3 separate regions of the Mus musculus genome follow, and regions 1 and 3 are each linked to region 2. Evidence: chromatin contacts called from public Hi-C and HiChIP or PLAC-seq data. All regions are on one chromosome and are shown on one strand. The core of a region is the stretch at or near the end of the contact, and the rest is flanking DNA. Distances in the headings are between cores, read along the strand shown. Region 1 holds the start of Trappc5 (trafficking protein particle complex 5). Region 2 overlaps Gm6410 (a long non-coding RNA gene). Region 3 holds the start of Arhgef18 (rho/rac guanine nucleotide exchange factor (GEF) 18).

The links. Hi-C and Micro-C count contacts between places; a contact is called where the count stands out from the background. HiChIP or PLAC-seq counts read pairs in DNA pulled down with a chosen protein or histone mark.
Region 1: an H3K27ac HiChIP or PLAC-seq map of regulatory T cells shows a contact between it and region 2, with 4 times the contacts expected there. The contact joins the promoter of Trappc5 here to the enhancer-like site in region 2. A contact is called at or near these places in 4 of 39 promoter capture datasets (the C10 cell line, hippocampal neurons, liver and 1 more), 8 of 484 Hi-C or Micro-C datasets (CD4 T cells, CD8 T cells, muscle stem cells and 3 more), 10 of 115 datasets of contacts at active chromatin or transcription factors (T-cell acute lymphoblastic leukemia, Th17 cells, astrocytes and 7 more) and 3 of 9 other capture datasets (adipose tissue, embryonic stem cells and liver).
Region 3: a contact with region 2 is called in a Hi-C map of CD8 T cells, with 9 times the contacts expected there. The contact joins the promoter of Arhgef18 here to the enhancer-like site in region 2. A contact is called at or near these places in 3 of 484 Hi-C or Micro-C datasets (CD4 T cells, CD8 T cells and memory CD8 T cells) and 2 of 115 datasets of contacts at active chromatin or transcription factors (double positive thymocytes and lineage negative bone marrow cells).

What each region holds. Positions count from the first base shown.
Region 1 is chr8:3,675,065-3,677,764 of GRCm38.p6, forward strand. It overlaps Trappc5 (trafficking protein particle complex 5), which reads left to right and starts at 1,413. Exons shown (of 2, transcript NM_025701.4): 1 at 1,413-1,539. Gm45231 (a long non-coding RNA gene) reads right to left here and starts at 1,335. Exons shown (of 2, transcript XR_870093.2): 1 at 1,163-1,335.
Region 2 is chr8:4,677,375-4,680,074 of GRCm38.p6, forward strand. It overlaps Gm6410 (a long non-coding RNA gene), which reads left to right. Exons shown (of 2, transcript XR_378684.4): 1 at 1-1,192. Among named protein-coding and RNA genes, the nearest start is that of Gm6410, 3.9 kb to the left of the region's middle. Within about 2 kb of position 1,292, at least 411 of the 459 cell types and tissues checked have an H3K27ac peak or open chromatin away from gene starts, as enhancers often do. A contact at or near this core is called in CD8 T cells, T-cell acute lymphoblastic leukemia, Th17 cells and 15 more, where this site is marked.
Region 3 is chr8:3,352,098-3,354,797 of GRCm38.p6, forward strand. Arhgef18 (rho/rac guanine nucleotide exchange factor (GEF) 18) reads left to right here and starts at 1,340. Exons shown (of 29, transcript NM_001370668.1): 1 at 1,340-1,633. The coding sequence starts at 1,630. Gm30369 (a long non-coding RNA gene) reads right to left here. Exons shown (of 5, transcript XR_870091.2): 3 at 1,609-1,710.

The sequences.
Region 1 (2,700 bases), core at 163-2,662, 1.0 Mb before region 2:
GTCTGACCCACGCAGGCTCCCTGACTGATTGGGAAGGGAGGAGAGAGAGAGAGAGAGAGAGAGAGAGAGAGAGAGAGAGAGAGAGGCGGAGAGAAGAGGAGAGGCCAGCCAGGAACCTGTGGAGAGAGGGGGAGGGGGATGAGGAGAGAGGGAGAAAGGGGTCAGGGAGGGAAGAGAGTCAGAGAGAGTAAGAATGTCTTCCTGTGGGGTCATGCTCTCCCCTTCAGCTTCTTCAATCCTTCCCCTAATTCAAACATAGGGGTCCCCGACTTCAGTCCAATGGTTGGGTGTAAGTATCTGCATCTGTCTCAGTCAATGCTATGAATTTTTAAATTAAGCATATGGGGCAGTGGCATGGTTCATCTGTAAAGCACTTGCCTAGCCATTGTGAGGCCCTGGGTTTCATCTGCAGCATTGTAAAAGACATAATTAAACCTGCACCTGACTTATGCAGGTTGGAGATATGAATAGACTCCAGGAGAAAATGACCTACATTCTTTCTGCCGCTTGTGTTTCCTCTTAAAAAGATCAGCTAAACACGGGAAGCTCTGGGCACATATATCACCTTAATTTTGTTGTCATCTTGGTCTACATAGCAAGACTGTTTCAAACAACCACCAACCAACCAATATACAGCACAAAAAATTAAGGGGCTGGGGAGGTGTCTTAATAGATAAAGTACAATTGTAAAGATCTGAGTTTGATCCTGAGTACCTACATTAAAAAAAAAAAATTGCTGGGTGTGTTGGTCACACCTGTAACCCCAGAACTGCCAGCCAGTGAGGTGTTTGTGGGGCAGACAGAAGGATTTTCTGAGATGCTTGACAGCTAGCAGAAATGGTTACCCCAGGTCCAGTAGTTAGACCCTGTCTTAAAATAAGTTCCAGAGCAATAGAGATAGACTCAGTGTCAACCTCTGGTCTCTGCACACAGGAGTGTTGGGCACATGAGACACACTGACACACAAAGGGAGGATAAGGATGGTCAGACGCCTCCGCAGGTAAAACTACTACTACTTCTAAAACACTGCAGCTACACCATCTGTGAAAGATGGAAAAACACCCCCAGATCAAGCGTTCTCCTTCACCCACTGGTAAAAAAAAAATCACGTGTCAGGGGAAATTGCGTGTAAATACATCACGTCTACAGTTCACGTACTTACATACTTAAGAAGATACGTGCCCGAGGGCATGCACGTGCTCCTGGGATAGAATACTTTGCATACTACACTCTTGCTCAAAAGCCAGCTTTTATAGCAAGATCTCATAGCCCAGTGCCCACCAGCGTTCTGCGCCGCGGGGCTTGGACACGGGCGCCCCCTTGCGGCCCCTCTCGGTCACCGCATTGCCCCGCCCTCCGTGCGCAAACGAGCTAGCCCGCGCACGCCTGCGCACTCACAGGCCTTTTACGACGCCATCAAGGAGTTCCGCTGACCCGCCCGCAGCACAGTTCCGGTTGAGACCTTTCCCCGCCCGAGAACCTTCTCCGGCGCGCTCGGGCCTCGTCTTTTTTTCTGTGCGTCCGGAGCAGCGTTCCCGGGTCAGTCTGCTTTGGGTTTCCCCTGGGGGTGATGCGGGTTCCGCGGTCCCGGCCGGGCGTCCTAGAGCAGCCCAGTCGAGCATTCTGCACGGTTCCTTTCCCCAGCTGGGGAGCCGGACGGTCCATCCTAATCTCCCAAGACCTGGCCCGTGGGACATGCTTTGTAGGGGAGGGTTGTCGGCTCCAATCCATTCTCCAGAAGCCATGAAGGCTTCACCTGGTGGTCTCCATTCACTGTTGTGACTCCCGGCTGCCGGCACGGGAGGCCCAGAGGCTCTCACCGCTTCCTCCTGCCTCCTCCACTAGTGTCCCCATCATCCGTGCAGTTTTCTAGAGACTTTGTGGGAGTATGAGTTCCGACGGGATCTCTTTTAGAGTTAAGGGTCACCGTGGAAACGGCTTCCTTCATGACAAATAGACACTTCCGCCGCTCCCCAACCTCATGTTACAGGGTTGGGAATTTTTTGCACCCCCTCCTGGCTTGGCCTTGGCTCACCGGTGTCCCTTACTGTCACATACTTTTCTAGCTTTCCTGGAGGGGTTGGGCAGGAAGGTCTCTAGGGTAGTCAGAGCTGGAGCACATGCCGGCTAGGGAAAACATAATTGACTGTCCTTTGTCCCCTCTCCATTCACCAATGTCCCGCCCCCGCTTTAAAGACAGAGTGTATTAGTGCTTTTCTCCTTCTTGTTGTGGTCATATATACCCGACAAAAGCAACCAGAAGAAGGAAAGGTCTGTTTATTCGGCTATTGACACATGGTTTCAGGAGCATGAGGCCGCTGGCATTGCATCCACAGTCGAATGCTGGCGCCAAGATCACTTCCTTCTTTTTACCTTAGGGTGGTGATGCCTGTATTCATACTGGGTCTTCCCTCTGGAAATCCAGAGACGTGTTTTCATGGTGATTCTAAATCTAGGTCGTGAAGACGAACCATTGCACAGGGTCTCACTGTGCTCTAGGCAGTCCTGGAACTCACCCGGGCTGGCCACTTTCTGCCATCTTACTGCCTCAGTCTCTGGAGTGCTGGGGCTGCAGGTGTGCTCCTCCAGTTTTGTGGCCTCTCTGTATTCCACCTTTTTGATTGATTGATTGACTAATTAAATTTTTTTGAGACAGTTTCTCTGTGTAACAGCTCTGGCTGTCCTCAGTCTCACAGAGAT
Region 2 (2,700 bases), core at 42-2,541:
GTGCATGCGCAGATTCCCCGTCCTCGAATATTCCTCCGTTCCGCGGTTTCTCCGCCTCGACACGCCCCCCCTGCCGTTCAATGACCGGGGATTGGAAACCCGTGCCGTCAGTCACTGGCCAGCGGGCGGGGCTTCCTACCATCTCATGTCAGTGCAGTTGCTGTCATGGCCTTGCCTCAGCTCCTTTATTCACGGGAATCCCCCTGCCTCACTCTCACACCCGCTGTCATCCCCCGCCCCGTGCCTCAGCTGCAGACAGTGATTCCGTTTCCCGCTCCCGCTTCGCTCCTCAGCCGCCGCCGCAGAGGGGCTCCCGCCGCCCACTGGAAGCCTCTCCGTGCCGTCAGTCACGGTGCCATTCGGTACGACCGGAAACAGCGAGCAGGACGGGGCACGCATGAGGCGAAGCTTCCTGACTGGACTGCATCTCCCATCAACCCCTGCGGCCGCAGCAGACCGATCGGACTTCCTGTCCGGGCCGGAGGCACATCCTGTCTGGCGCAGAAAGTTATGGTTCAATAATTCTAGTGCATGCTGGGAGTTGTAGTTACTTCCCTCCTCGCGCGGGATCTCCTGTTTGCCACAGGAAGTGAGGTGGCGGTAGCCCCTAGGCATGCTAGGAGTCGTAATTCTGTCCCAGTCCCGGGTTTGGGTCCTCTGAGCCCCGCGAGGTTTTTCTCTGATTGGCGAGCACAGCTCAGTGGGCGGAGACGGTGATTGACAGGCGGAGGGGGCGGCTACATCACTGCGTTTGTTTATATATTGAGAAAAGAAAAATAAAGCGCAAGCCCCTGCCTCAGTCAAGGCCAAGCGGGCGGGGCTTCCTGCTGCGTACCGGAAGTCTCTCTCCTGTTGTCTCAGGTCCGTGCAGTCACGGTCATCCCCCTGCCTCAGTTCCTTCCTTACTCACAGGAATCCCCCTGCCTCACTCTTACACCTGCTGTAAATTCCGCCTCAGCTGAAGACAGACAGTGAATTCGGTTCCTGAGCCCGCTTCCGCGTTCTGACTCCTGTGACGTCAGAGCCGGCATCATCGAGGTGTGCGCGCACTGCCACGCCCACTGACGTAGACTTTGACGCCGAGGCCGGGGTTTCCCCGTCCCAACGGTAACTGCCGCGACCCATGCGCCCCGGTCGCTCGGTGACCCCAATGTCAGTCAGACGCCTCCGTTCCCACAGCCGCCGTGACGTGGTAGGTCACAGCCGCTGCCGACACGTCTTTATGTCACACCCACTACACCTAGATCACGCCCACACGGCTTTAATGCTGTTCCCACTACACTCAAGCCACACCCATTACACTCAGGCCAAGCCTACACAGCTTCATGCCCTGCCCAATACTCTCAGGCCACTACTACAGGACTTTAGGCCCCGCCCACAACACTCAGGCTATGCCCACAGGGCTTTATGCCTCTTCCACACATCCTTAGGCAACTCACACACATCTTTAGGACACTCACATCTTTTGGACACTTCCACTATACTCAGGCCCCTCCCACACAACGTTAGGCCCTCCCAGTACACTCAGCCCCCTCCCACACATCTTTAGGCCCTCCCACTACACTCAGGCCCCTACCACACTTTTTTAGGCCACTCCTACACATCTTTAGGACCCTCTCACTACACTCAGGCCCCTCCCACACGTCTTTATGACACTCCCACACATCTTTAGGACCCGCCCACTATACTCAGGCCCCTCCCACACATTTTAGGACACTCCCACACATCTTTAGGACCTTCCCACTACATTCAGGCCCCTCCCACACATCCTTAGGATCCTCCCACTACACTCAGGCTCCTCTCACACATCTTTAGGACACTTACATAGTCAGAACACGCCCCCAAATTTACATATACATTTACATAGACAGTTAGAACACGCCCCCAAATTTACAGAGACAGAACACACCTCAAATTAGGCCCGCCCAGACACTTTTAGGCCACTCCATAACATCTTTGGGCCCGCCCAGACATCTTTAGGCCACTCCCACACATCTTTAGGCCTGCCCACACATTGGTAGGCCCGCCCACATAGACATTTACATAGACACTGAGAACATGCCCACAAATTTACAGAGATATTTATGTAGACATTTACATAGTTACTCAGAACACAACCACAAATACACATAGACATTTACATAGACAGCGAGGACACATCCACAAATTTACATAGACATTTACATAGTCACTGAGAAGGACTGGCTGACTTCTGAATCTTTTTTTTGTTTCTTCATGTTAGGTTTGAGGAGGACACCCTACCCACGTGGCTATCCTCAGTTGCGAGTCACTGTGGGAATTATCCCAGTTGTCTTTTGGTCTTTTCATATATGTAAATGTATTTATAAATGCACATACAAATGATATGTAATTGTATATGCAATGTGCACGCAAGTGTACATGTAAATGCATATGTGAATAAGCAAATATGCAAATGATATTCATGCCCATGCTTTCAAATGCCACGCCCACCCTCATTTAGGCCATGCCCATGCAGCTTCAGAACATGCCCACCCTCCTTTAGGCCAAGCACACTACTCTGAGACCACGCCCATCCTCCTTCAGGGCACACCCACTACTCTCAGACCATGCCCATACTCCTTTAGGACACTTCCACTACAGAAAACACCCACAGATCTTCAGTCTACTCCCACTATTCAACAACAATGCCCTCAATTGGTCAGGACACACCCATACTTC
Region 3 (2,700 bases), core at 90-2,589, 1.3 Mb before region 2:
ATCCTGGTAGGAGTGAAGATAGTCTATATTCATTCCTATTATTAAGTGTGTATGTGTGTGTGCACATGTGTGCATATGTGTGCGTGTACCTGTATGTGTATTTGTTTGTGTGTGTATATATATGAATGTATATATGCAGGTGGCTGTGGGTATGTGCGTTTGTCTGTATATGAATATGTGCTTGTGTGTGCAACTGTCTGGGGTATGTGTGTTTGTCTGTGTGTGGATATGTGCGTGTGTGTGCATGCAATTGTGTTGGGTGCCTATAGAGGTCAGAAGGGGCACAGGACCTTCTATAGCAGAAATTAAGCAGTTATGAGCCACCCAGTGTAGGTGTTGGGAACTGAACTCAGGTCCTCTAGAAGACTAGCAAGCACTCCTAACCACTGAGCCATCTCTCCAGCCCTGCGCATACCTCTTGCCTTCTATTTAAACCTACATCTAATACCAGGTCTCTAAGGATGGACTTGGAGGGGAGAGGTGGGAGGAGCAGGGGGCCGTTTGGTCCTCTTACAGGTGCAGCAACCCTGAATAGATACATTTTTTCTACTTCTCACTGTTGTTTGCCCTGGTTGCCTAGACTTCCTCTGAAGACTGGGCTGGCCTCAGATTCAGAGGTGCGCCTGTCTCTGCCTGCCCAGTGGGATTGAAGGCGTGCACCACCACATGCACTTATTTTTGAGACAATGTCTCTCACTGAACCTGGAACACTGGATCAGACTGGGTAGCCTGCCCTTCCCTGGGATTCTCCTATCTGCCAGCTCAGTACTGGAGTTCTCACAGGTGGCCTTACCACACCCTGACTTTATTTAGTCAGGTGGGGGTGGGGAACTAAAATCAATTCCACTTGCTTGCACAGCAAGCACTTGACCCTTTGAGCCATTTCCTCGACTGACTTTCTTAGAATGAGTCGCTGAATCTGGTTTGTTAGGAGACTGCCAGGACTCAAGCTCTAACCTTAACAGCTCTGGTAACAGTGCGTTAGTTGAAGAAGTGGAGTTAGCGGTAGTGGCAGTATTTACACCGGGAAAACAGACAGATACCAAGCAGAATGATCGCTGGTAGACATTTACAAACCCAGCGTTCAGCTCCACATGTTTCCATGGGTCCACACACCCACATATGTGTCTGTCCCCATGTGTGTTCCAGCGTGTGTCTGTCTAGAGACATGTGACTTGCATGTCCCATGTGTCTCTGTTTGTGTGCCCGAGTGTTAGGGTGAGGCCCTCACACCCCGTTCCTCTTCAGCAGTTGGCGCCACAGGAAGCTGCCGGGTGGGGGTTCAGTGCTGCTGCCTCCCCTCCCCTCCCCTCGTGGGAGGCTTTACATTCTTTACTTTACTTCCCCGTGACGCCTACGGCAGGTACAGGCTGAGGGTGGACTCCCAGATCCTCATAACCCACCTCCATTTGTTTTCTCCTCTCCTTGCTGACCCCTGCTGCCTGCTGCTCAATATTGATGAAGACAACCATAAAAAGCCGGTGGCTTAGAAAGAGGAAACTGGGCAGAGTTGAGCCACTCTGTGGTTAGCCTGGCTCATGTGTCCCTTGAAACCCTGGTTGTGTGACATGGGAGCTGCAAGAGCTGTTAACAAAGCCAGTTACCTACCTGAGCAAGAATCGGGAACTCATGGGTGAGTGACTATCTTGAAGAGTGGTGGGCACTTCGGGATCTGCACGTCTGAGAGTCTGTGAGGCAGGAGATTGACTCCTATAGCCGGGACACAACAGTAAGAGAGTGGGGCAGCTGTTTGCACTGCAGAGATCAGGAATCCTAAAATGACCCTGGAGGGTGCTGGGGAGATAGCTCAATTGATAGGGTGCTTGCTTAGCATGGGCAAAGTCCTGGGTTTCATCCCCAGCACTGCATAAGTCAAAGCTGGGTGTTGTACGCTGTCAAGCATCACTTGGGAGATGGAGGCAGGAGGATTAGAGGTTTAGGTTATCCTCAGCTACATAGGGAGTTCAGAGGCCACCTGGTCTAGAGGAGACCTATGATGGAGTCTGAAGGAACCTTTTGTAAGCAAAGCCTGTGTGGGGACGGAGGAGTAGGGGGCCAGGGATGAGGGAGGAAGTCTAAGCGCCTTTTCAGCAGGTGTCCGTGTTTTGCCTTGTTCTGTTTTGTTTTGCTTTTGAATCTGGGTCTCACCATGCAGTCCAGGCTTGCCTCCAACTCCCAGCATTCCTACTTGTGCCTCCCCAGTTCTGGGGTAACAGGTATGCACGCATACCACCACACTGCAGCTTGACCTCTTCACCTTTCAAAGCATTGGCTCTGGGGTTTTGTTCAGCCTTGCCTGACACAGACTTGGAGAATCCTGTCTGCAAAGCAAAATTTTAAGGCTGACATCTGCTGAAAAGCCGATCTTTCCAGGTCTTCCAAATGGGGACCACCCTCTGCTCAATAGCCCTCCAGCTGTAGGCCCTTAACCCTGGGGAGTCACTGGTGGCTCCCTTTGTGGCCCAGTTTGAGGAACCTCCCACAACAACTGCCGGAATGGAGTGAGGTGAGGAGGCAGGCTGTGGTTTGTACCAGGCACACCCAAGACTACAGTTTCCTCAGTTTCTGTTGACTTTGTGCACTCTCGGGTGTAGGAAGGCGACCCCTGGAGCCATGTATCAGTGGATTTAGAGCTGACCACTCTAACGGAGGTGGTGAGTTAGGTAGGAGACAGGCTTTGAATGTGGCTCCCACAGGGCT